3 separate regions of the Sus scrofa genome follow, and all the other regions are linked to region 2. The links are chromatin contacts, called in public HiChIP or PLAC-seq and promoter capture Hi-C maps. All regions are on one chromosome and are shown on one strand. The core of a region is the stretch at or near the end of the contact, and the rest is flanking DNA. Distances in the headings are between cores, read along the strand shown. Region 1 holds the start of ADAM10 (ADAM metallopeptidase domain 10). Region 2 holds the start of SLTM (SAFB-like transcription modulator). Region 3 holds the start of MINDY2 (ubiquitin carboxyl-terminal hydrolase MINDY-2).

The links. Promoter capture Hi-C pulls out the DNA fragments that hold promoters and counts their contacts. HiChIP or PLAC-seq counts read pairs in DNA pulled down with a chosen protein or histone mark.
Region 1: a contact with region 2 is called in a promoter capture Hi-C map of fetal liver, with 2.7 times the contacts expected there. The contact joins the promoter of ADAM10 here to the promoter of SLTM in region 2. A contact is called at or near these places in 2 of 5 promoter capture datasets (fetal liver and liver), 1 of 47 Hi-C or Micro-C datasets (heart right ventricle) and 2 of 2 datasets of contacts at active chromatin or transcription factors (alveolar macrophages and skeletal muscle).
Region 3: a contact with region 2 is called in an H3K27ac HiChIP or PLAC-seq map of alveolar macrophages. The contact joins the promoter of MINDY2 here to the promoter of SLTM in region 2. A contact is called at or near these places in 2 of 5 promoter capture datasets (fetal liver and liver), 7 of 47 Hi-C or Micro-C datasets (embryonic fibroblasts, fetal liver, heart right ventricle and 2 more) and 2 of 2 datasets of contacts at active chromatin or transcription factors (alveolar macrophages and skeletal muscle).

What each region holds. Positions count from the first base shown.
Region 1 is chr1:113,288,116-113,291,282 of Sscrofa11.1, forward strand. ADAM10 (ADAM metallopeptidase domain 10) reads left to right here and starts at 1,365. Exons shown (of 16, transcript NM_001130531.1): 1 at 1,365-1,419. The coding sequence starts at 1,365.
Region 2 is chr1:113,083,378-113,086,569 of Sscrofa11.1, forward strand. It overlaps SLTM (SAFB-like transcription modulator), which reads left to right and starts at 1,718. Exons shown (of 21, transcript XM_021073623.1): 1 at 1,718-2,078; 2 at 3,048-3,135. The coding sequence starts at 1,917.
Region 3 is chr1:113,257,420-113,260,870 of Sscrofa11.1, forward strand. It overlaps MINDY2 (ubiquitin carboxyl-terminal hydrolase MINDY-2), which reads right to left and starts at 1,342. Exons shown (of 9, transcript XM_021094542.1): 1 at 278-1,342. The coding sequence starts at 1,147.

The sequences.
Region 1 (3,167 bases), core at 115-2,614, 200 kb after region 2:
ATATGTATACTGAGTCACTTTGCTGTACAGCAGAAATTGGCACATTGTAAATCAACTATACTTTAGCAAAAAAAAATTAAAAGAAAAAGAAGCTGGAGTTCCCATCGTGGCGCAGTGGTTAACGAATCCGACGAGGAACCATGAGGTTGCGGGTTCGGTCCCTGCCCTTGCTCCATGGGTTAATGATCCTGCGTTGCCGTGAGCTGCGGTGTAGGTTGCAGACGCGGCTCGGATCCCGCGTTGCTGTGGCTCTGGTGTAGGCCCGTGGCTATAGCTCCGATTTGACCCCTAGCCTGGGAATCTCCATATGCCGCAGGAGCGGCCCAAGAAATAGCAAAAAAAAGACAATCAATCAATCAATCAATCAATTTAAAAAAGAAAAAGAAAAAGAAGCTGGAGTGAAGGAAATTTGAGAGTTCTCTTCCGAGATGGAACCGAGTGAAAAAGAGGATATTTGTTGGGGGGTTGGAGCGGCAGTACCCCCGTGGTTTAGGCTGCGGGCTTTTAGAATGCTTAAGGCCTGGTCTGAGACACAAATTTGTGAAGAGTTTAGAGAAATATGGCTTAGGCTCTGTGTTTTCCGCTGTTTGAAGATCGTTACATTTAGGTTCTGCTCATTGGTGGCTGTCGCCAATATAATTACCGCTTGTTGGGACTTTGCTTTTGTTTACTTGGTAGACGTCGCGCACCCTAAGAAGCAGAAAGAAGTAACCAAAATTTCCATTCCCTGTGAAGTTAGTAAGTGGAAAGCGGCCACTCAACATCCCTCACGCTCACTTTTAACCCAAGGGACAGCCCTCAGCAGCACTAAAATAAAATCCTCTGTGGTCTGCAGAGTTGCGCTCCGGTGCGGGGGCGGGGCCCCAGGAAACCCCGCCTCCCAAGCCCAATCCCAGCTCTCCGCCGGCGGACAGGAAGCGGCGGCAGGCCTAGCAGCCCGGGAACTGGCCCCGGCACGCATGCGCGCGTCCCTGGGGTGCCTGGGGGAGGGGAAGGGGCGGGCTGAAGGGGTGCGGCTCTGCCTGCCGGTTGGGCGCCCGTGGGTCACGTGGCAAGGAAGGAGGCGGAGGTCCCGGGCTCGGGGGAGGGAGGTAGAGAAGAGGGAAGGAGCGAGGGAAGGAAAGCGGGGAAGGGAGGAAGGAAACGAACGAAGGGGAGGGAGGTCCCTGTTTTGGAGGTGCTGGGAGCTTTGCCGGCCCCTGAAGTGGGGCGAGAGGGAGGTGCTTCGCCGTTCTCCTGCCGGGGGAGGTCCCGGCTTCTCTTGGAGGCTCTGGACCAAGCCTCTTCAGCTTCTCCCTCCGGATCGATGTGCTGCTGTTAACCCGTGAGGAGACGGCGGCAGCAGCCAGCAGCGGCAGCGGAAGATGGTGTTGCTGAGAGTGTTAATTCTGCTCCTCTCCTGGGCAGCGGGGCTGGGAGGTAAGGCGCGATACCAAGCGCCGGGGGCGCCGTGAGCACGGCGTACCGCGCGGCGGCAGCGGCGGCCGGGCCGAGCGGAGCCCGGTCGCGCGGCGCGGTGGGCGCGTCAGTCAGCCTCGCCGGCCGGCGGCGCCACTCCGGCGCGCAGCGCTCCCCGCTCCCTATTGTCCCCTGCGCCCCAGCCGCCTTCCCTTCTCTGGCGGGCCGAGGAGGCTCCTAGCCTCCGACGAGGCCTTCCCCACCCCTACCGCCCCAGCAGCAGGGGAGGCTCGGGTCGCCTGCCAGAGAAGCAAAGTCGGGTCGCCAGGCGAGAGCAGTGGAGCTCAGGCCGGTGGCACTATCTCTCCAGCCTGCTCACCAGACGCCGGGGCGGGCAGCTGCCTCCGGGCCGGCGGTCTTTGCCAGCCTTGTCCGGCGCTCACCCTCTTCACCCGTCCGCCCCCGGCCCCTGCCGGGTGGCAAATTCCGGAGTCCACTCCGCTGCGGAGAACCGCTGCGCAGGCTCGTGTGAAGTTGCGATATTTATTGTTGTTTACCCGGCGCGGCGATCCACACCGACCCGGTTCTGCAGAGGGGCCTCCAGTGGAGGGGTAGCAGTGGTCTGCTGCTTGTCTGACCTGGGAGGTTACCGCTCTCCATAGTTCGCCGCCGCTGCTCCGTTGTTTGGAGAGAGATAGCAGGAGGGTGTGCTTCTCTTCTGTGAAAACATTCCGTTGCCCTGGAGAAAGGGTTTGGTGGCGAGAAAGATAAGTCGTTAGTTACGGGCTGTTCATTGATCTGTAGGCTGGATTGGGTCTTTTACAGGGACAGTGCCTGGGTGACCCAACTTGAAGAGTTTTTTTAAACTGTCAGGTGGAGTAGACATATTGTGTAGTTAGGGGATTGTCAAAACAGTTGCAACTCTCCACCCCCCAAATTAGAGTTAAAATTGCTGAAAGCGCTAATTTCTTGATCACTCGGTTTTGAAGGCAGTATTTATTTCCAGCGTATCCCAGGACCAACTGTATCATTTTTGTTGTTGTGTAAAGTGTTTTATTTTAGGTTAACTTTTTGACTTGCGCATAATAAAGACCTCAAAGTATGTTTAAAAGCATTGGATTGAAAATTTTTCTGGAATGCTTTGCATGAGTAAAGACTAATTTGATAATTTAGGAAATAGCGGAATGTTTCATGTAGTGGATTGTTTTTGTTTCTTTGACTTTGACTTAAGACGTTAGAGCCAAGTATGTTCTTATCCTGCTTTTGTCTTAGTCTGAGGGTGATACTTTGTAGATGGACTAATGTAGTTTGTAGAGTTCATTTTCTAGAGAAACATTTAGATTAGGAGCGTCTAATAGATGTTTAGTTTGAAGTAGCTATGCTGGAGACCCTCTGCAAGGGCCTTTTCTTTTACATTTGTAGTTATGTTCTAGATATGGCTTCAAACCACTTTTCTGTTTTTGTTAGGATTTCCATGAGGTAGTAAAAAGTCAGGCAAACCACGTGAGGCAGTTTAAACTACTGATGAGTAGTAGTATATAAAACATCTTTTGTTTTTAAAGAGTGAAACGGTAAGAATTGAAACTGGTGTATTCTGATGGTTGAAGAAAAAGCAAATTGAGGGCATAATCTTTGTAGGCTAAGACCTTTGTTAATAATTTTATAAATTCAGAACTCTTGGAGTCATGAAATATTTTGCATTAAACATTTGTTAAAAGACTACTTTTTGATGTTTAATCAGAACTTTTTCAAAAAGACACTAAGAAATC
Region 2 (3,192 bases), core at 468-2,967:
ATAAGGTACAGATCTCCATTTTAAGATAAATCCATTATTAGATTTTTTAAAAACAGAACTTCATTCATTTAACATATAACATTAGGTTTTGGTTAATGTAATCCCTTTTTATAAGTGTCCACAGACGGTCAAAGTAGGGTGGCTGAGTGGAAAAGGCACCAGTGTGCAAATTAAGGTGCAGTGCCAATTTGGCCAGTAATTAGTTGCAGTTTCTAGGTAAAAATCTTAGTGTTCATCTATGAGAGAGAGAGAGGATTAAGTCAGAAGATTCTAAAGATCCTTTGAATTCTAAAATTTTATAACTGTGAATCAACTTATAATAAAGACAGAAGTGGATATATATATATATATTTGTCTTTTTGCTATTTCTTGGGCCACTCCCGCGGCATATGGAGGTTCCTAGGCTAGGGGTCGAATCAGAGCTGCAGCCACCGGCCTACGCCAGAGCCACAGCAACGCGGGATCCGAGCCGCGTCTGCAACCTACACCACAGCTCACTGCAACGCTGGATCGTTAACCCACTGAGCAAGGCCAGGGATTGAACCCGTAACCTCATGGTTCCTAGTCGGATTCGTTAACCACTGCGCCACGACGGGAACTCCCAGAGGTGGATTTAGAATCAGGAGACTGGATTTGAGCACATGCCAGCTATGTGAACATGGACAAGCCATTGTACCTCTCTAAGCCTTGCAGAGATTTACTTCACAGGGTTTGGAAGGATGAGGGGGTTATTGTATGGCAAAGTACATTATAAAGAACTACCCAAACGTCAGGTATTATTTTACAATACCCAGTTTTTCTTTTTTTTTTTGTTCTAATTAATTAATGAGAAAAGGCAACCTAAAGCGACATAAAACTCATCTATTTCAATTTTAAAACCAGGAAATTTCCAGTAAGAATTAAGTGTGTGTCATACTTTGTTTTTGGCATTTATAGAATAATTTTATTCCATAATTGCTTATGCTTTGATGATTAATAATACCGGCTAAAGTTACTCACTTGTACAGGCCAGTCCCGCATAAGGTGGTCATTGTTCTTGGAGTCCCAAATTTTGAGGGGATCAAACAGTGAGGACAGTAAATGAGAACGGTAACAGGCACCTATAAACTAAACTCCTTATTCAGTAATCAATTTTGTGTTGAGACATCCGGACCCCCCGGAGAGGATGATAAACTGGCCAGTTCAGAAGGGAAGTTGTCCTGCTTTTCCAGTGAGATGGGCAGTCCTAGAATAAACGAAGATTTCCTGGGCAGAGGCACGTTTTCCCCGAGACAGCTTGGGCGGCTTATCACACAGGCAAGCCCTTTATATTCTTATAACCCTTTATGCTCTTTATATTAACCGCCCTAGGGTTTCTTTCCGGCCTTTGAATGGAACTTGGGGAAACTAGTTCGTTCGTGCACAGAGGCCACATTTTTTTTGATTATTCAGCAGAACCGATAAAGTATTTCCCTGAAGAGGTTCACGGAGCGCACACGCCTCTTACTCTGTGTTGAGTAACGCGCGAACTATGTATGCCGAGAGTGCCTAGCACACTGCTGTTGCTCAAGACTAGAGACGTTGCCAAAACATGGCTAACGAAGCAGCGCGGAACCATGGAGGTATGGAAGTTGGTGCGGTTGGACGCGCCCGACCTCCCCAGCCCACGCATGAAGTCGCACCGCCCAGGTGGCAAGACCGGCTCCGCGGCGCGCGCGGGGCGCCGTCCCCTGCGCAAGTGCGCACGCGCGCCCGTCATCCGGGTGCTGATCGCTGCTGCAGGTTGCGCCCGGGTGGCGAATAGGGGGCGGGGCCAGCGGCTCATTGTGCGCAGCGCTGCGCGGCGCCGGCTGCCGGCGAGGCCTGGGTCGAAGTTGGAGCTGCTGCCGCCGCCCTGCAGCCCACTGGCTGCCTCGGCCGCGCGCTGCTCTTCTAAAATGGCTGCCGCCACCGGTGCTGTGGCAGCCTCGGCTGCCTCCGGTCAGGCAGAAGGTAAAAAGATCACCGATCTGCGGGTCATCGATCTCAAGTCCGAGCTGAAGCGGCGGAACTTGGATATCACCGGAGTCAAGACTGTGCTCGTCTCCCGACTCAAGCAGGTGAGGCCCGGCGAGGGCCGGGAAGGCGAGCTTAGGCCGCGCCTCGGAGCCCCCACTTCCGCCGCAGCTCCCGGCCACCCGCAGCCGCCGGGACCCGAGGGGTGGCACGGTGGGGAGGCCCCAGGCGGCGCCCGCGCGCGCGGGGAGAGCTAGGACCCTCCCGCGGCGCCCCCGCCCCCGCCTCCGTGCGCCGGGCCTGGCCTGCCCTGGGCCAGCGAGCAGCCCGGGACCGGCCGCCGCAGCCGAGCGCACCCTTGCTTCCCCAGGGACGTCCTCGCCAGGCTGGCAGGACTGCAGCCGGCCGGCGCGGCCTCCCAAGGGCGACCGTGGAGATCCGGGAGGCACTCGGTCCCCAGCCTTTAGCGATGGTGAGCGCGTGCATTTCTTGGCCTCATAGGGACTGGTTACTTTGGTGACTTCTGCGAAGTTACCGTTTAATTGTGCCCAACCGTTTCCTCCCCATATTGGAGGGGAATTGATAGTGGGAGTTGATGGGTGGGTAAGAGAAAGGATTTGTTTTCCGCTGGGTTTTCTGTTTATGCATTAGCGCAATAATCTGCTTTTTCATCCCGGATAATCTTTCTGGTTTGAGTGAGTGTTGAAACTGTAGTAGAGGAGAAATAAGTTTGTATTATAGAAATTAGGAAAGCTCTTTTTAGTTCTTTGCTTTCGTAGCTAGCAACTTTTCTGCAATCGAGAATATTTAGACTTTTGTTCAGTATGATAATATGTGATAGTTAATTTTTTCGACTGGGTAAAATATAAAGCTCCATGTGATTTTGATACCTAATGATATTTCCTCCTGAAAGTGTCTCTCGTGTAGTTAAATTGCTCCTTTTTGAAGTTGCTTTATGAAATGACTGGCAATTCTGACGTCTTGAGGCTTGAGGTTTGCTATTTTTTCATTTCGTTTTTATAAAATAAGTTTAGATAGATTGTGTAGCATATTAACTTCTCTTTCTAATGTAGGCTATTGAAGAGGAAGGAGGCGATCCAGATAATATTGAATTAACTGTTTCAACTGATACTCCAAACAAGAAACCAACCAAAGGCAAAGGTTGTTACGAGTTATAAACATATTTTAAAATATATTTTGGTTATATAACTTGCCTCT
Region 3 (3,451 bases), core at 92-2,591, 170 kb after region 2:
TTCTAAGTATATCAGCCACCGCTGAATGCTGAGCTCTAACTGTTAAACACTACAAGAGACCCGAGGTTGCCCGCAAGTGCAATTCTTTCTGATATACATATGAGAATATTCTTTCACCGAGAGCGTCTCGAAATGAGTTTCATGTAAGAAGAAAAGGGGACTGACTAGTGAATGAGGAAAGAAAGGAAGAAGCCATCAGCTGACATGCAGCAGCTCCCTTACCCCGTTTTTCCCCCCTCCCCAAAAGCTGCAGGAAATAGAAAGCTACGGAATGTACCTTCCAGGCCAGAAGCAAAACATTGAGGATGGCCAGCAAAGGGCAGGGGCCATTCTCATTCTGGGTGATGATGGGTGTGTTCTCCTCCTTCCACTGGATCCACTTGATGTGATAGACAGACTGTCCCGGGAAGCGTTCCTTGGAGGCCGCCAGCACCTGAGCCGCCTCCCCCTCCTCCTCCTCCTCCTCCTCCTCCTCCTCCTCCTCCTCCTCCCGGCACAGAGGCACAGCCCCCGGCAACACCGCCGCGCCCTCCTCCTCCTCGGGGACCCTGTTCTCAGCTCCTTCCTCACTATTAAACTCGGAGCTACTGGGAAAAGAATGCAGGTTAGAGAACGATTCCAGGGAGTCCAGGCTCGGCGATTCCCCAGGAGGACTCGGGTCGCTGCAACTGCTGCTGAGGCCGCCGCCGCTGCTGGGCTCCTCGAAGCCCGCGGCCGTCGACCCTGCCCCGCAGGTGCCTGCGGGATCCCGGCGGGCGCCCGCGTCTCCGGCCGGACCCAACCCATGGCCGGCTCCGGCCTCGGCAATCTCTGGGGAGGCGGTCACCTTGTGCTGCCCTCTCAGAGGCGCCTTCTGAGCAGCACGACTCTCCAAATCGCTCTCCTTCAAGTCCACACTTGGGAGGGAGCTGCAGGGTACAAGGACCGGAGGAGAGCCGGAGGGAGAAACCGAGTCCGAGAGGCTCCTCCCGGCGGCCGCCGCCCCCTGCCCATTCCCGCCGCTGCTCTCCGCCGCCCATACTCCAGGACCATCCCCAGCGGAAAGCCTGGTGTCCTGTCGCCCTTCCTGTGGAGAACCTGTCTCTGGCACTGGCCCGGTGGCCACCCCATGTTCTACCGGCTGCAGGCTTTCGGGGCCGCTCTCCATACCCAGCTGCCCGCCCCTTGCTCTAAAGAAACCGCGGTGGGTTCTCCTCAGACAGCGCCACGGACGCCATGACAGCGGCACTGGCAGCTACAGCGCCCTTGCGCGGCCTCGGCCAAGCACGTCACGGGGGAGGGCACCGGGAGCGCGCGAACGCGCGCGCCGCTCTGTTTGCCTGCCCTGAACAGGCCTGCGCGTGCCCGCGTGCCGCGGGGTGAGGGTGTACCTTGCCGCGGCCTCCCACGCGGCCCCGCCTCGCGCGCGCGCTCCCGGGCTCGCACTAGGAAGGCGGGGCGTGGAGGGCGTGGCCAGGGGAAAAACATCCTCTCATTTTGTGGCCGGAAGTTGAACTCCGGGGCAGCTAGACCGCGCGCGGCTTCTTTAAAGGCGAGCGGGGAGGCGGACTGTTCGGGTGTGACCCTTGGGAGCCGGGTCGTGTGTGGTTCAGCCTTGGGATCAAGGATGGCAGTGGTTGTAGAACTTGGAAAACAGCTCGTCCCTGAAGGGCTCAGCAGATTTGTTTCCTCAGTGTGTAATTTGGAAAATTGAAGGAATTTCTTACGAGATGCAGATTTTAAAAGGCCGGGATCCACTTGAGGCGTTTGGATGCCTACACTGCACAAATTCCAGTCTCCCTTGGTTCTGGCTGAGAAATGCTGTGCTCTTCACCAGCTACTGGTGAAAACGTTCTCCCTACAGGAGGCATCAGTGCGGTTGTGGATATTGGCCTGCTCAGAGAAAAAAAAAAAAAAAAAAGTGGGTAATGTGGGCCAATCATAATAAATTAGCTTGTGTTTGCATTAGCCAAGTCCTTGCGGTTTTGTTAACTTGGCCTCATTTTGCATGGAGTGGGAAAGTGCCTGTTCCTGAAAAAGTGATTTTGCTATTGAGAATCAACTCCTCTAAAGGCCATTCAGTTTTCAGAAAGGGTAGACAGAGTAGGCTGCAGGTTTTGTTAGTGACAAATAAAAGGGGATTTGAATCCTACTCTGACCTGCTCCCACAAAGGTTTTTGTGTGTGTGTGTCTGGGGTTTTTGTTTTTTGGGTTTTTTTTTTTTTTGTCTTTCAACATTTTCTAAGTTCTGGGGATCCAAAAATTGACAAGACAGGTCTTCCTTCTTAGTCGGATATATAAATTCTTGATCCCTAATATAATGTGGTCTTCTTGTATCTCTTGGTTAGACAAAATTACTTAGTGTTTCAGTCATTCATTTAACACGTCTCCCTCCCCAATACATTGCTGGATACATTGTTGGGCACTGGGGATGCCATGATGAATAAGAGAAAGGGCTCCTAGCTTCTTGAGGTTTACTGCCTAGTGGTCTTATTACGACATTTTAAATATTTGGGAATTACCGTTTTCTGATAATGCAGAAGATGGAGCTCCTTCCACATGATATAATATTTATCCAATTCCTGTCAAAGGGGAAATTTTGAAAAATAATAGAAAGCTTCTTCAGAATATTGAATTTAGGAGTTTTGTGGGTTTTTTTTTTTTTTTTTTTTTGGTCTCCAGGTCAATCTGTAAGCAATAAGTATTCTTGTCCAAATTTTTAAAAATGAAATAAAACCCAGGAGTTCTGTGGTGTATTGTGTTAAGGATGCAGTGCCTTGGGTTGCTGCTGTGGCATAGGTTTGATCCCTGGCCAGGAGAACTTCCATGTGCCACGAACCCTGCCTCCCCCCCAAATTAGAATTTTTTCCTTAAAAGGAATTACAAAAGTTAACAGAATAAGACATATATTCCTGGATTAAGACTTTATAGTATTTAAGGTTAAGTACAAACTGGAATATTACAGATTTCAGGAAGTTCAGAATTTAGCATGATGCCTTGATTATAAAAAAGGAAAATTGTAAAGGTGTATTACATGAATAAATTGAATGAATGAATTATTTACAGGCCAGAAACCATAGTAGGGCCAAAATTCATGAAACATGCATCTCATAATGGCCTTTCACTTTTTTTTTTCTTTTTTTTTTTCTTTTTTGGCCATCCCAGCACATATGGAGTTCCCTGGCCCGGGATCAGATCCCAGCCTCAGTTGCAACTTACTCTGCGGCTGTGGGAACACCAATCCTTTAACCCATTGTATCTGCCAGAGATCTGAAGATGGAACTTGCATCCTAGAACTGCATAGATACCACTAATCCCATTGGGCCACAGCAGGAGCGCCTCACCACTCCTCACCATTTTTCAAAAAAACACTGCTTAGATAAACTTTGCCTGGTAGTTTTTATTGGATTATGTTTCAAATGCTAATTCACTCTTTTAGCTTTTTTGTTTGTTTGTTTTTAGGGCCACAGTC